Regions from separate parts of the Hordeum vulgare genome. Here region 1 is linked to region 2. Evidence: chromatin contacts called from public Hi-C data. All regions are on one chromosome and are shown on one strand. The core of a region is the stretch at or near the end of the contact, and the rest is flanking DNA. Distances in the headings are between cores, read along the strand shown.

Region 1 (6,818 bases), core at 1,786-4,285, 520 kb after region 2:
GTGAAAACAGCTCCAAAGGAACCTTGCAGCCAGACATATGAAGAATATATGGTTGGAGTCCTCAGGTATCCTACACAAGGGACACAACCCATCGGATGGGCCGTTCCGCTTTAGCACCTCTGTACCGGCTGGGACACGCCCTCGCACCAACTGCCATAGGAAGATCCTAATCTTCAATGGCAGTTTGATCTCCCAAAGGAGATTCAACTCGCTCGGTCCCGGAGTTAGGTAGAATCACTTGGTATAGAGATTTTGCGGAGAACCGCCCGTTGGGTTCTAGGTGCCAGTGGATTACGTCCTCATCTAAGGACGGAGTGTGGATAGCCACACAATCTACGAGCTCGTCCCATAGGTCCCGTTCATCGGGGCGAAGGTCCGTCTGAAGGCTATACCCGCTTGGTTTGATAGGGCGCCTGCTACAGTCATATTTTTGTGAACACAAATGTTGAAAAGCAGTTCGAAGCGAATGCCGAAGGGTTGAGAGCCACACCACTAGTCTAGCCAAAAGAGGGTGGAAGTGCCCAGGTCCACTTCCATAGTGTAGCCGAGCCGTAAAGCAGGCATCAACGTAACAATCGACTGCGAGAACTGCGATCCCCCAGTTCTTGGGGCAAACGTCAGGGGTTGGCTACAGAGGTATTTAGCGCGAATAATATCTAGCCAGAGGCCACCCTCTCTAGAAGAGATCCTCCATAGCCATTTAAACAAGAGGGCAATATTCATCCTCTTGGAAGAGATAATCCGTAGACCGCCCTAGTCCATGGGTTTACTTATCTCCGACCATTTCACCATGTGATATTTTTGTTTATCGCCTTTCCCCGTCCAGAAAAACAGGGACTGTTACTTGGCAATATCATGATCATGATCACGGGATTTGTTCAGACTATAGAATCCCATCAAATACATCAGTAGACCAGTCATCTAGGAGTTGATCAGGACAAACCGAGTCGCTTTAGACAACCAACGTCCTTGCCACGGCTCCACCCGGTGTTGAACCTTGGCCACCGAGGGTTGAAGTTCCTTTTCCATGATACGGCTATCACTGATGGGCATGCCAAGGTAGGTGGTCGGGAAGGTTCCTAGACGACAATTAAGTCGATTCGCTATACTAAGCTTTTTCTCCTCCGGATAGCCCATAACCATGACCTCACTTTTTGCGAAGTTAATTGTTAAGCCGGACATCTCCTGAAAGCAAAGGAGGAGGAATTTGAGGTGAGCAATGTCCTCGGACGATCCTTCGACCATAAGAATCGTGCCATCCGCGTACTGCAGATGAGTGATGCCTCCTGCCCCGAGGAGGTGGGTACATATACCCCTAAGGTGGCTGCCCCCTTGGCCTTGTCGAGGATGGCGGCTAGGGCATCAACCATGAGGTTGAAAAGGAAGGGGAAGAAGGGTTCCCTTGCCTTACGCTCCGAGCCATGGGAAAGTAGGGGCCTACCTCGTTATTGATGTTAACGGCTGTCGTACCACTCATCACCATTTACATTACCCTAGTGATCCATTGCGGGTCAAAACCCTTCTTGAATAACACTTCCCGAAGGAAGGACCAATGGAGAGCATGTGATATCTTTTTTTACATTGCAACGGACGGGCTCTTTTACTAGTAATTGTTAAAGAGCCCTCAGGACAAGCCACATAGTGATTCACTAATACATAGTAAATACATCCGAAAATATATATACATGACTACAAGATTGTGCTAAAACTGGAGTCGACCCAAGGGCTTAACGTTAACAGACCCGTGCATGTAAAATACATTAAATGGCAAGATCAATCAAAGAGGCAAGCCCTGCTCATTGCTTTACGCATGCACGCACTACCTGTTGTGAACAGCTGGTGCTGCGTGTGCAACTGGGTAGTCCATGGTTACTAGTGTTCCCGCTGTGTACACGGTGGTCGCCTTGGATCCTAGCTGCTCTCCGTTAGAGCCACGAGACGAGTCCCCTGCAAATCATTACCACTGACTATGAAATACTGTGAGTGGTCAATCAAGGCGACTAAAGGGCAAGCTGTACATGCACCGGCCTGTATGAGATATATATTCATGTAGCTGCTGATATATGATCCAGGACATAAAAAAGCTAATTAAGTGCAGAACTGGTACGTCTATAGCATACGCATTCTCATCTGAGCTATCTAATTCTTTATGAAAAAAAACTGAGCTATCTAATATGCTGTCGCTAACTCGCTATAACACCACAACCCACCCAAACTGAAGCTTGTCCAAAATTCACTCAATATATATCGACGGCAAACTCTGTCGTTAAAGTTGCAGAAAATAACTAGACATATAACGGAAACACAGATACGATCGACTTGAAGCTGCTGGAAGCTAGCTAGTGAGATTCAAGGAAAAATATACATGATAACTAGATAAATGATCACGACCACGTAAATGTCATCTCATGAGCGACTGCTCTCATCCGTGATCGATATATATATATATATATATGTTCAGTTGTGATACGGAGTACGAGTTCTAGGCTGCGCATAATCCAGGTGAATTCCCTGATCATCCACGTGCTTGCGATGAGGAAGCTGCTGCGAAACCCTAGCGGCATGCGTGGTGTTTCGTATTCCACCTGATCGATTGATCAATGTTGCTCCCGCGCCCGTCGACTGATCGATGCTGCTTCCGACAGCTCGAGCCTTCTTCTCCGTATCATGAACCATCAACGAGTTTCTCCTTTGCTTCTGGGCATCAGCAACCTCTGTCGCATCCTACGGAAACACAATAGAGAGGGCAAAGCTAGAACAAAATCGATGACGTTATGACGTTTAACCGAATGGTATTATGGCTGAAATTAACCTGTGATGACAGGGAAGACTTGTTGCTGCTTGAGTACTTGCCATTCACGCGGAGGCGACGAGCTTCGCATGAGGTAATGTGGAGAGTGAAGAGGAAGAACACCAGGAGAATAGTGTAGGTCGTGGTGAGCTTTAGCTTCCTCTCAAGAGCTAGGGGAGGGGAGCTTAGGCTAAACATGGAGGGCCGGTGCGATCGGTGACCACTTAGGAAACATTAATAGGTAAGAGAGCTTAGAGAAGAGACATGCATCGAAGTTCGAAGAGGATATGGGGGAGGTACGTAGTGCTACAAGCTAGAAAACGGGGACTCGTCCGTTTCTTTATGTAAGATTTCTGTTTCCGCCAGGAATACTTATGATGAATTTGGATTTTTGGGTAAGTACCAAAACTGGAGTAATTAGTAATTCAATAAGTGTTGGTTGTCTTGGTGCAAAAAATGGGCACAATCGAAATTATATATGCATATCTCTCTCCTTTATTTTAGAAATATGTACCTTCCCTTGACATTTATTTAGTAGTAACAAACAAATCCTCTCAATTTTGTTTTCAGGATTTCATCAGGCATACAAATTAAGAAGGATGGTTGCACGCATAGCAGCACCTGTCGTACGAAAATTCTGGTAAACAAAGGAAGAGCGCGCGCGGCATGAGGGGGTACTGGTCATGAAAACCGAGGCAGACCATGCATCTCCTTAGCCGCACATGAATGTCTCGATCCGTCCCCTTTAAGTCTTGATACAGATTTTGTAGGCAACCCAGCCCATGGTTATATTACTTGCTGATCATGTGCATTGCAATTATTACGTGCAGTGCGATCTACCACTGTTCTAGCTAGGTAGTACCACCAGATGGCGTCGTGGTAACCCTAACCCCATAATCAAATTGATTAAACCAAGTACAGTTTGTACCCCCGATGTGACCAAGTTGGCATACTTAAGCCCTACTTTACTGTTGCTTGATGATTAATTTGCCTGGCTGCTGTACGTACGCGTTTCCGGATTTTGTTAATCGGGCCGTTGACATGTCCAAATTACAAAAAACCTCCGGAGCCACGGAGGCCCAGGCTTATGAATCTGCAAGGATATCGATCAATGTCAAACGCACATAGACATAGAGTAGGAAAATATTTCTCAAGCCGTCAAGGAAATCCCCCTCCACACACACACACACACAGTGCAAATAATCTGATGTGCCTTCGTTTTCCGTTGAGAAACACGGACGTGCATGGCGGAGTTGACGTACAGCTTTTGAGGAATTGTTGGCGTACAGTGAAATGTTGCAAAGCTGAAACAAACGGATGCGGCCAGGCGTAAGAAAACAGGCGGCCGACGATGCATGCAAGGAGTTTGCTAGGGAGGCGAGGCGGGATGGATCGATGCATATCGCACGGCAGGGGGAGATCTCGGTGCGAGCCGCGTTGGAGTCACCTGGGACGGTGGGAAGAGCCACGGCCACAGGAGGGCTGCACCCTGCACGCGATCTATGCCGAGAGCGAGCGAGCGAGCGAGCTCTGCTCCGGTTGCTTGGCGGGGCAAAGATATCGATGGATGCATGGCGCGGGGGCGTGGGAGAGAGTGCCGGAAAAGGGGTAGGAGCATGGGTGTCGCACGAGAGATCGCGCTTGTCTCGCCGTGTCGGCCGCGCGGCCACGTCCCTCCGGGCTCCGGCCCGCGCGCGCGCCCCCCGCTGCACGTACGTGCTTGTCGCCTCTCAGCTCGGCACGCCTCGTGCTCTGCTACTCCGGCGCCACGCGCGCGGCCCGCCCTCTCCGTACGCGTACGCCCATGCGGTGTGACACGCGGTGGAAATCCACGGAATCGGGCAACACCTGCGCGCGCGCATGTCTGTACATACAATGCGTACACGCGCTAGCTATAGATTGATTGTTTTTTCTTCACTCGTGCGTACCGCGTACGTACGCCTGCAGGCTGCAGCTGATACACGCGTGCTACAGTATGCTCGATTTGCACGGGGTAGCGAGGAGTACCCGGACCTGAACCAAAATACCTGTAATACTGCAACGAGCATGCACATACAGCTCCGTGTTAGCTAGCTGGAATGACCTGGCCTTGCACACACTCCGGGTACACCTACAAGAAGCTATAGCCCGGGCACTAAACTTCTCCTGTCACTGTGCAAATTAAATTTCCCTTTAGTGCAGTGTGCAAATTAAATGGCAACGCACATTCGCGCTGTTAAACATGTGACACTAACGGCCTAACAAACTCCGCATTCCCCCGTACTAAAAAAAAAACTCCCCATCACCCTCGGGAGTCAAATCGTTACTTGCAACAACGGTTGGGTATTTGGGCCCAGAAAGAATGACCTCGCGCGATGAACTAGTGGGCCTACTGGACCGCTTTCAATCATACCCGTTCGTGGCCCGCTTGAATTTACGCTTTCCTCTTTGCCTCTTTCTCTACTTCGGTCGACAGCTCTTTTCACGGCGAACAAAAATAAAAACGTACTACAAGTTTCGTTTTCCTCCGATTTGTCTGTCGTAAAATAAAGCTGCCGCGCAGCCCTGCGCCGTACGTGCCCGGCCAAACACGCCATGCATTCCTCCTCACCGGTCCGCAAAGCCACGTCGCCCAAAAGATAAACGAGATTATATATACGCCATGGACAAGACAAAGATGACCATGCCATGACCAGCGGCCTCACTGACTGACGGAACTGACCGTGACCGGACCGGGCAAAGCCCCCGAAGCGGCGAGGGGCAATCGATTGGAGGGGAAGAAGAAGGAGCCCATGGCGGGCATGGCAGACGGACGGGACAGGACCACCCGGGACAAAAGGAAAAGGCCCCGCGCCTTGGAGAGCCTCCTTCCACCTTTCCATCATTAATTGCCAAAAGGTTTTCGGGCCACACCGTCCTCGATCTATAAATGGGAAGCCAACAATCCAGGCCATAATTTGTTCGCCTCCCTCGGCTCAGGAGATAAATTGCGATTTGTTTTGGAGCCGCGGGATCCCCGTCCCCCCGGGAGTGAAGGAGGAGGTAACACATCATCATCATTCCACGCTGACGGGGCGTCTGAGTTGCGTGGCCTGGACAGACATGAATCGATTGCCCGTTTGCTTGCTTTGCTTTGGCACTACTAGTAGAAAATAATCGTGATTTCATCAAATAAAATCAAGAAAAATTTAATGTGTTCATCTTTAATTTTGACATTACAATGAATATTAAAAATAATAAAAGATACGTTTAAATTCGTCAACCATCTAGCGACGACTATAAAGACTGGAGCGAGCCGAAGACCATGCGTCTCTGCCATCATCCTTTTCTCGTCGGTGCCGAACAAACTTATTGTAGTAGATAGACGAAAAGTCATCGTGCTAAGATCCCATAGAACCAACATAATACAACAACAACCACCGTCAATGAAGAGTAATGTAGATCAGAAAAATTCAACCTGAAGACATAAGAACAAAAGACGAACGACGAACATATCCTTGCAAATTCATCAAAGACAGATCTACCGAAGACACACTTTCATACGTTCGTCGACGATGCTAAAAGCACCACCAAAATGAGGCCTCGGATGAAAAAATCTTATTCAATCTTCGACAAGCCGCCATCGTCTGATCTTTCTGAACAGGACATAAATATTAATAAAATTTTAAAAAATATCTAAGAGCGATGCCCTTGCAGCGGCCACGACTGAGATCAACTTCTCTCTCATAGTCCTAAGGCCACCAAAGACAAGGCGGACCAACGGTTGCACCAACAATACTAGTAAATTAATCGTGGGATGATAATTTTACATACTATCAGATTTGATAAGTCACATCTAGACGGGATATAGTTATGTTACATCTAATGTCTCCATTGTTGGATGATAACATAAGATTCGTCTTCCTTTTGTCAAGATTAGATGTGCAGCATTGCTTTTTTTTTGTGTGTGTGATGTTTTGTCCCGCGTCGGGCCTGTATTCTGTGGCATGTTTTTACGTGGGCTGCATCACATGGTGGTGAATAATTGGAAGTGAAGGCCAATGGGTAT
Region 2 (6,267 bases), core at 3,712-6,211:
ACATTTGTTAAATAATTCTCTAACATTTCTAATACTTATTCATAAACATAAAATACTTGTTGAATATTTTTTGAGATACTTATTTAATATTTTCCAAACACTTCCAACATTTTTTGATGTGATTTTAAAGAGTTCTTTTGAAGAATATTTTAAAGTATAAAAATATAAAAATAAAGCAAAGAACAAGAGAAAAAAGGTGGTGGCCTCCCGCGTGGCTGTGCCGGCCCATTTGGGCTCCCCCCCCCCCCCAACAAGAGGCTTGCCCCTGTGCCCGCTTAAAGCGGGGCATAGGGGTACGATGCCCTTCAGGAATTCATCCCTAACCAAAAGGGAAGTGCGCACTTTGCTGCGCCGGTTATGTTGTTGTGGTTTTCTGGGTATTTCTTACATGATTTTTTTTCTAGTTGGTTCGACTTGTGGGAGAAACAATGGAGTTATTATAAATGCTACATCCACGGACACACTTTACAAAATCATGGTTACAGATGGATGTGTTAAATTGTGGTTGGAGATTAGAGGAAGAGTGTCTCACTAATGAAAATCATGGAAGTGCTTGGTGGGAGTGTTCTGTATGATCAATCGGTAGCGAATCATTTGTGACTGTGTCATTTCTATTTTTTTTGGGTGTTTGGTTGGGTCTCTTTGACCATGTGACTAGAAGGAGTCTTCTAATATATTATAACACTAATCTTACTAGAATTGGAGAGACCACGTTCAATTGAGGTCTCCAATTGACATTGCGATACCCAATTTTGATATGGTCAACAATTTCTCAAAGCTCTTTCATCTAATTAATTAATTTATACCTCTATAACACTATACTCCTTAGTTTTAAAGAATTACATTCAATTGAGGTCTCCATGACTCCAACTAAAACACGATCATCCGATTTTGACTGGGTCAATTTTTTTTTGAAACTTCTCGTTCAATTCTTAAAACAAATACATTATGCTTCCTAATGGTTTTAATTTACGATTATGACTGAACTAATAGTTTTTCAAATAAATCAACAACAACCAGCCGAAAAAAACGTATCAGTCACACCCATGTAGCTATCGACATAGAACTTTTTCTCACATATATAAGATTGGTTAGCACATAATATAGAATCACACCACAAAATACCGATCAAATTACCAAATTATAAATAAAATTAAAACACACTATGTGATCTCCCCAACACATCAAATGAAATGTTCCATTAATTTCAAAATATAAAGGGTATTAATTATTTGGAAAGTCAAATTCTTTAACTTTGACCGAGTTGAGAGCAAAAATATTGACATCCACAACATTAAATAAAAAATATGATAATAATTCACCGATGAATCTAATCACAATGGTATTATGGATTTTGATATACTTATCTCCAAATTTAATCAAATTTAAAAGATTTGACATTTTTAGAAAGTAATGCACGTTGTATTTTGAAACGGAGTGATTAGTTTTTTTAATCTAACGATGCAGCAAAGCGTGCCCAATCCTTCTAGTTAATACCAATACGTGAGAGAAATTATCTATATTGTCGGCCACATGTGTTATGCTAGTGTTAATCGTGTCATAGATACCACATCCCTTTTGCTAACAAAAGCACGCACCACCGAGACACATACGAAGGGATCCACTCATCGAGAGATCTTACCACGAAGTCCAGGTCAATGACCCAATCAATGGTGTACCAAACCAAATTTAGACCTTAGTTGAATGAGGGGGCTTCAAAACTAGGGAGCTAGTGAAGTTAGAGATTTCATGGACACAACCAAGGATTGACCGAGTCAAAATCGGGGCAATAAAATTGTATACCTCAATTGAATGGGGGAACTCCAAAACTAAAATGCATAGTGATTTAAAAGAATTGAATCAGAGAGTTCATTGAGAAACAACTAACCTAGTCAAAATAAGGTATTCCAATTTCAAATAGAAACATCAATTGATTATAAAGCCTTAAAAATCGGGAGCTCCTAGTCAGCGTCTTTGACGCCAACTAGTGGTTTCCGCGCCCACGGGGCCGCGCTCTTGGTCCGGCCCAAAACGGGGGCGTGCACCAAAAGAAAATAAAAGAAAATGTATTGTGCGTGCGAGGAGAATCAAACTTACGACCTATTGTACATTTCTACAATGCGCTTATCACTCAACCACTTAGCGAGAGTTGATAGATTACATCTTTCCCTTATTTGGTTGTTTCTTCTTTACTTTTTTTTATTTTTCATTTTTGTTTTTTCTTACTTATATGATAACTTGTTTTTCAAATTCGTGAACTCTTTTCAAAGCGATGATCTTTTTTTCATTTTTTGATAAACGTTTTTCAAATTTGATGAAATTTGAAAAAAAATCATCGGATTTCAAAAAAGTTCACAAAATCGACAAGAAGTTCGTCAAAATGAGAAAAGTTCATTGTATTTTAATTTTTTTCATCAAATTTAATAAAAAGTTCAGCAAACTTAAAAAGGTTCATCAACATTGAAAAACAAAATTACGAATCTGAAAAAATTCATCAGATTATTAAAATAGTTTAGCAAATTTCAAAAAGTTTACCAAATTTAAAAAAAGTTCACCAAATTAGAAAAAACTCCATCCAATTTAAAAAAAGTTTGTCGTTTTTGAGAAAAAGTTCACAGATTTTTTTAAAGAGTGAAAAATAAAAAATGATCGATTTGAAAATTTCCATGCTGGAAATGACCATGAACCGGGAGAAAACCCCGTTTGGGACGTTTCTGGAAGGTTCCCAAAACTAAAGGATTACCGCAACATAAGAAAACAAAGAAGATAAAACAAGATTTAACTCATTAGTAGGTTGATTTCGTAGTGGTTACCTTGGATCGAGCTTATATAAGTGATCTCGCGCTTTTGTTTCTTTTTTTCTGTTACTTTTTTTCTTCTTTGATGCCTTTTTTTGGTTCGTTTTTCTTTCCTTTTTCGTTTTCTTTTTTTATTTGAGGAAAAATATTTTTCGAATTCGAATAACAATTTGGAAAATCTTGAACAAATTTATAAGTGTGAATAATTTTTTAAAGCACGAACATTATTTAAATCTTGAGAATAAAAATTTGAAAAAAGAGAACAATTTTCAAAAACCTGAACAAATTTGAAAGCGTGAACAATTTTTGAAAACCTGAACAAATTTGGAAACGTGAACAATTTTTTAAAGCACGGACATTTTTTAAATCTTTAAAAAAAATGGAAAAGGAGATTTTTTTTGAAAATCCCCGAACAAATTTGAAAGCGCGGACAAATTTTTAAAGAACGAAATTTTTTGGAATTTTGAGAACAAATTTTGAAAGTGAGTAATTTTTTTAAAACATCTGAACAAATTTGGAAGTACGAACAATTTTTTAAAGAACGAACAGTTTTTCAATCTTGAGAACAAAAATTTGAAAAGGAGAACAATTTTGAAAAACCCCGAACAAATTTGAAAGTGCGAACAAATTTTCAAAGCACGAATATTTTTGCATTTTTAGAACAAATTTTGAAAGCAAGAAAAAGTAAAAAAAACATGAACAAATTTGGGAGCGCAAACAGTTTTTTAGATAGACGAACATTTCTTGAATCTTGAGAACAAAATTTTGAAAAGGAAAACAATTTGGAAAAACTCCCCACATATTTAAAAGAGCAAACAATTTTTATTAAAATGAATATTTTTTGAATTATGAGAATATATTTTGAAACCGAGAACAATTTTGAAAAAACATGAACGAATTTGTAAGCGTGCGAACATTTTTTTAAATACACCAATTTTTTGGAAAATATAAACAATTTCTTAGTCTATAAACAAATTTGAAAACAGGAGCATTTTACAAACATATAACATTTATTTTGTAAGGAATAACATTTTTTGAAATTTGTGAACAATTTTTGAAACCGGAACTTTTTTTCGAACTTATGTACACTTTTTAAGACAGCAACATTTTTTGAATTTACATACATTTTTTGAAACGGAACATATTTTTTAGAAAATGAAGAATATTTTTTAAACTTCCCAAACATTTTTAAATCATTAATAGTTTTAGAATTGGGGAACAAAATGTGAACAAGTTTTAAATTTGTGAAGAAATTTTCAAAAAAGAGAAAAAAATTCGTAAAACAGGAATATTTTTTATAAAAATGTGAAAAGAAGAACATTTAAAAAAATATTGTGAACAATATATGAAAAAGATTTTTTTTTTGGAAAAATAATGCAGTGTTTTGAATACGAGAACAATTTTTGAAACACGAGTATTTTTCAAAAGATGAACACATTTTGGAAGCAGGAATGTTTTTTGAAGCACGGACATTTAAGTATAAACTGTGAATACGAGAACATTTTTTGAAACTGAATTTGTTTATATAAAATGCCGAACAGAAAAATAAGAAAAGGAAAAAGTAACAAAAATGAAGGTAAAAATTAAAAAGGAAACAATAACATTTTTTGAAAAAGAAACATTTTTTAAAATGGCAAACATTTTGTAAAAATGTAGGACATTTTTCTAAAATCCCGAATATTTTTTAAAGCTAGGAATGTCTTTGAAAAAGACAAATATTTGAAATTTACAATATTTTTTTAGAATCAAGAACATTTTCTGAATCTCCAGAATTTTGTTAAAACATGAACTTAGGTTTTAAAAAGAACCATAGAAAAAAAGGAAAAAAGAAACAGAAGTAGAAAAACGAAAAAGGAAAAAAAGGAAAAAAACGAAACAGAAAAAATGACCAAAAAATGAAGCAGAGACCGAAACTGCCTGCAGAGGGAGATGGGCCGGCCCAGTTTGACGCTCCCATGTGCATTTGCCCGACTATTTGACGCAAAAAGCGTTAAGTAGGCTTTTCCATGCATAAGTGCCAAATAGGGTTTTCCTTAAAAATTGGGAAGCATAGTATATGTAAATTTGGGCCAAGCCTAAAAGAAGGAAGCTCTAACTGGGCTGGTACGAAATGCTGATCTGCGAGGAAGTTTTAGTTGGCCCTCCTCAGCCTCTTGGAGTCGAGAAACCTTTACCAACATGGCAACATCGACCTTCCCGTAAAAAAAACAACAACATGGCAACATCGACCATGGGCGCCGCCGCGGCCGATCTCGAGGCACGTCAGCTCCGCATCCTCCGCCGCGTCGAGGATCTTGAGCTCGCTGCCCAGCAGCACCGTCTTGGGGCGCTCTCTCTCACCGACGCCGAGGCGGAGGTGGAGGCGGGGGACACCGAGGAGCGGCTCTCGGCCCTCCTGGCCGCGCGCGGCGTGCACGACTTTGCCTTCCGGCGTGTTCCAGCTGACTACTACGACCGCACTCTCGAGGAGCGCCGCCACCTCCTCGCCGCTCATTCAGTCGCCCAGCTCTGCAAGAGCATAGTCATGGTACGGCCTCTTCCCTTTCATTTTCATATCCCGATGATGCCTTTCGTCGAACACCTGACCTGCGCAATTACGCTACGTTGTTACAATTGGCTGTATTTACTTCATTGTGGCATTTATTTGAACAGTTGGTCTGTGTATATTATCGGTGTATTTAGAGAAGTACTCCCTCTGTTTCAAAAAAGTTAGTACAAAGTTGAGTCACTTAATATCGGAGTAATTGATTGTTTGGTAGTTATGTATACTAGACCATGATCGCACGCGTTGCCGCACCCGTCCATTTTTACAACCGGTGGTAGGTATTTGCACATATATATTGAAACACGCAACATGAAAGTTAATTTCATTCATATCATAAGAAAATGTTGCTTATTTGTAAACTTGGTTATTTCCCATTGCCGACATCATCAGACATGTAATGATAAAGAAATAAAAAAAGAAAAACTTAGCAAGCATGCATTTGTGATCCAGCTGAGAGCGGACCAATACATCCATATGTGAGCAAATCATCATAATGCCTCCTAGGGACTAAAGGGACTTCTCTTCTGCAAAAGCACACACAATTTCTAAAAAATAGAGATCAATGAAAGTTTATAAACAATTTACGAAAAGAGAGTTAAATTTAGAGAGAAAACTATGCAACATAAATAAGATGAGCAATTGGTAAGTTTTATTACCTTTTTCACCGACTTCACAAAGATACGTCTCTTGCTAGTTGTGGTGGGACCATGTTGCTCCTAGGTCCTCACCCTTTGTCTTGTACTTTCTTCTTGCCCTCACCTCCTCCATAATCTTTCTCAACAGCGGTGGCAGCAGCACACATGGGATTTTCCCTAGGGTGCGAGAGCATGGGGGTAGCAAGGTCAAAGTTAAATAAAGTAGTGGATGATGAAACACTGCCTGTCTTGGTCCTCTATGTGAATAAGAAGTGCTAAGTACATGGGA

Evidence for each region. Hi-C and Micro-C count contacts between places; a contact is called where the count stands out from the background.
Region 1: a Hi-C map of seedling shows a contact between it and region 2, with 4 times the contacts expected there. The contact joins the promoter of LOC123404792 here to the promoter of LOC123403339 in region 2. A contact is called at or near these places in 3 of 6 Hi-C or Micro-C datasets (leaf and seedling).

Annotation. Positions count from the first base shown.
Region 1 is chr6H:419,200,667-419,207,484 of MorexV3_pseudomolecules_assembly, forward strand. It overlaps LOC123404792, which reads right to left and starts at 3,036. Exons shown (of 3, transcript XM_045098736.1): 1 at 2,813-3,036; 2 at 2,586-2,724; 3 at 1,594-1,947. The coding sequence starts at 2,989. The coding sequence ends at 1,820.
Region 2 is chr6H:418,682,081-418,688,347 of MorexV3_pseudomolecules_assembly, forward strand. LOC123403339 reads left to right here and starts at 4,962. Exons shown (of 5, transcript XM_045097280.1): 1 at 4,962-5,325. The coding sequence starts at 5,014.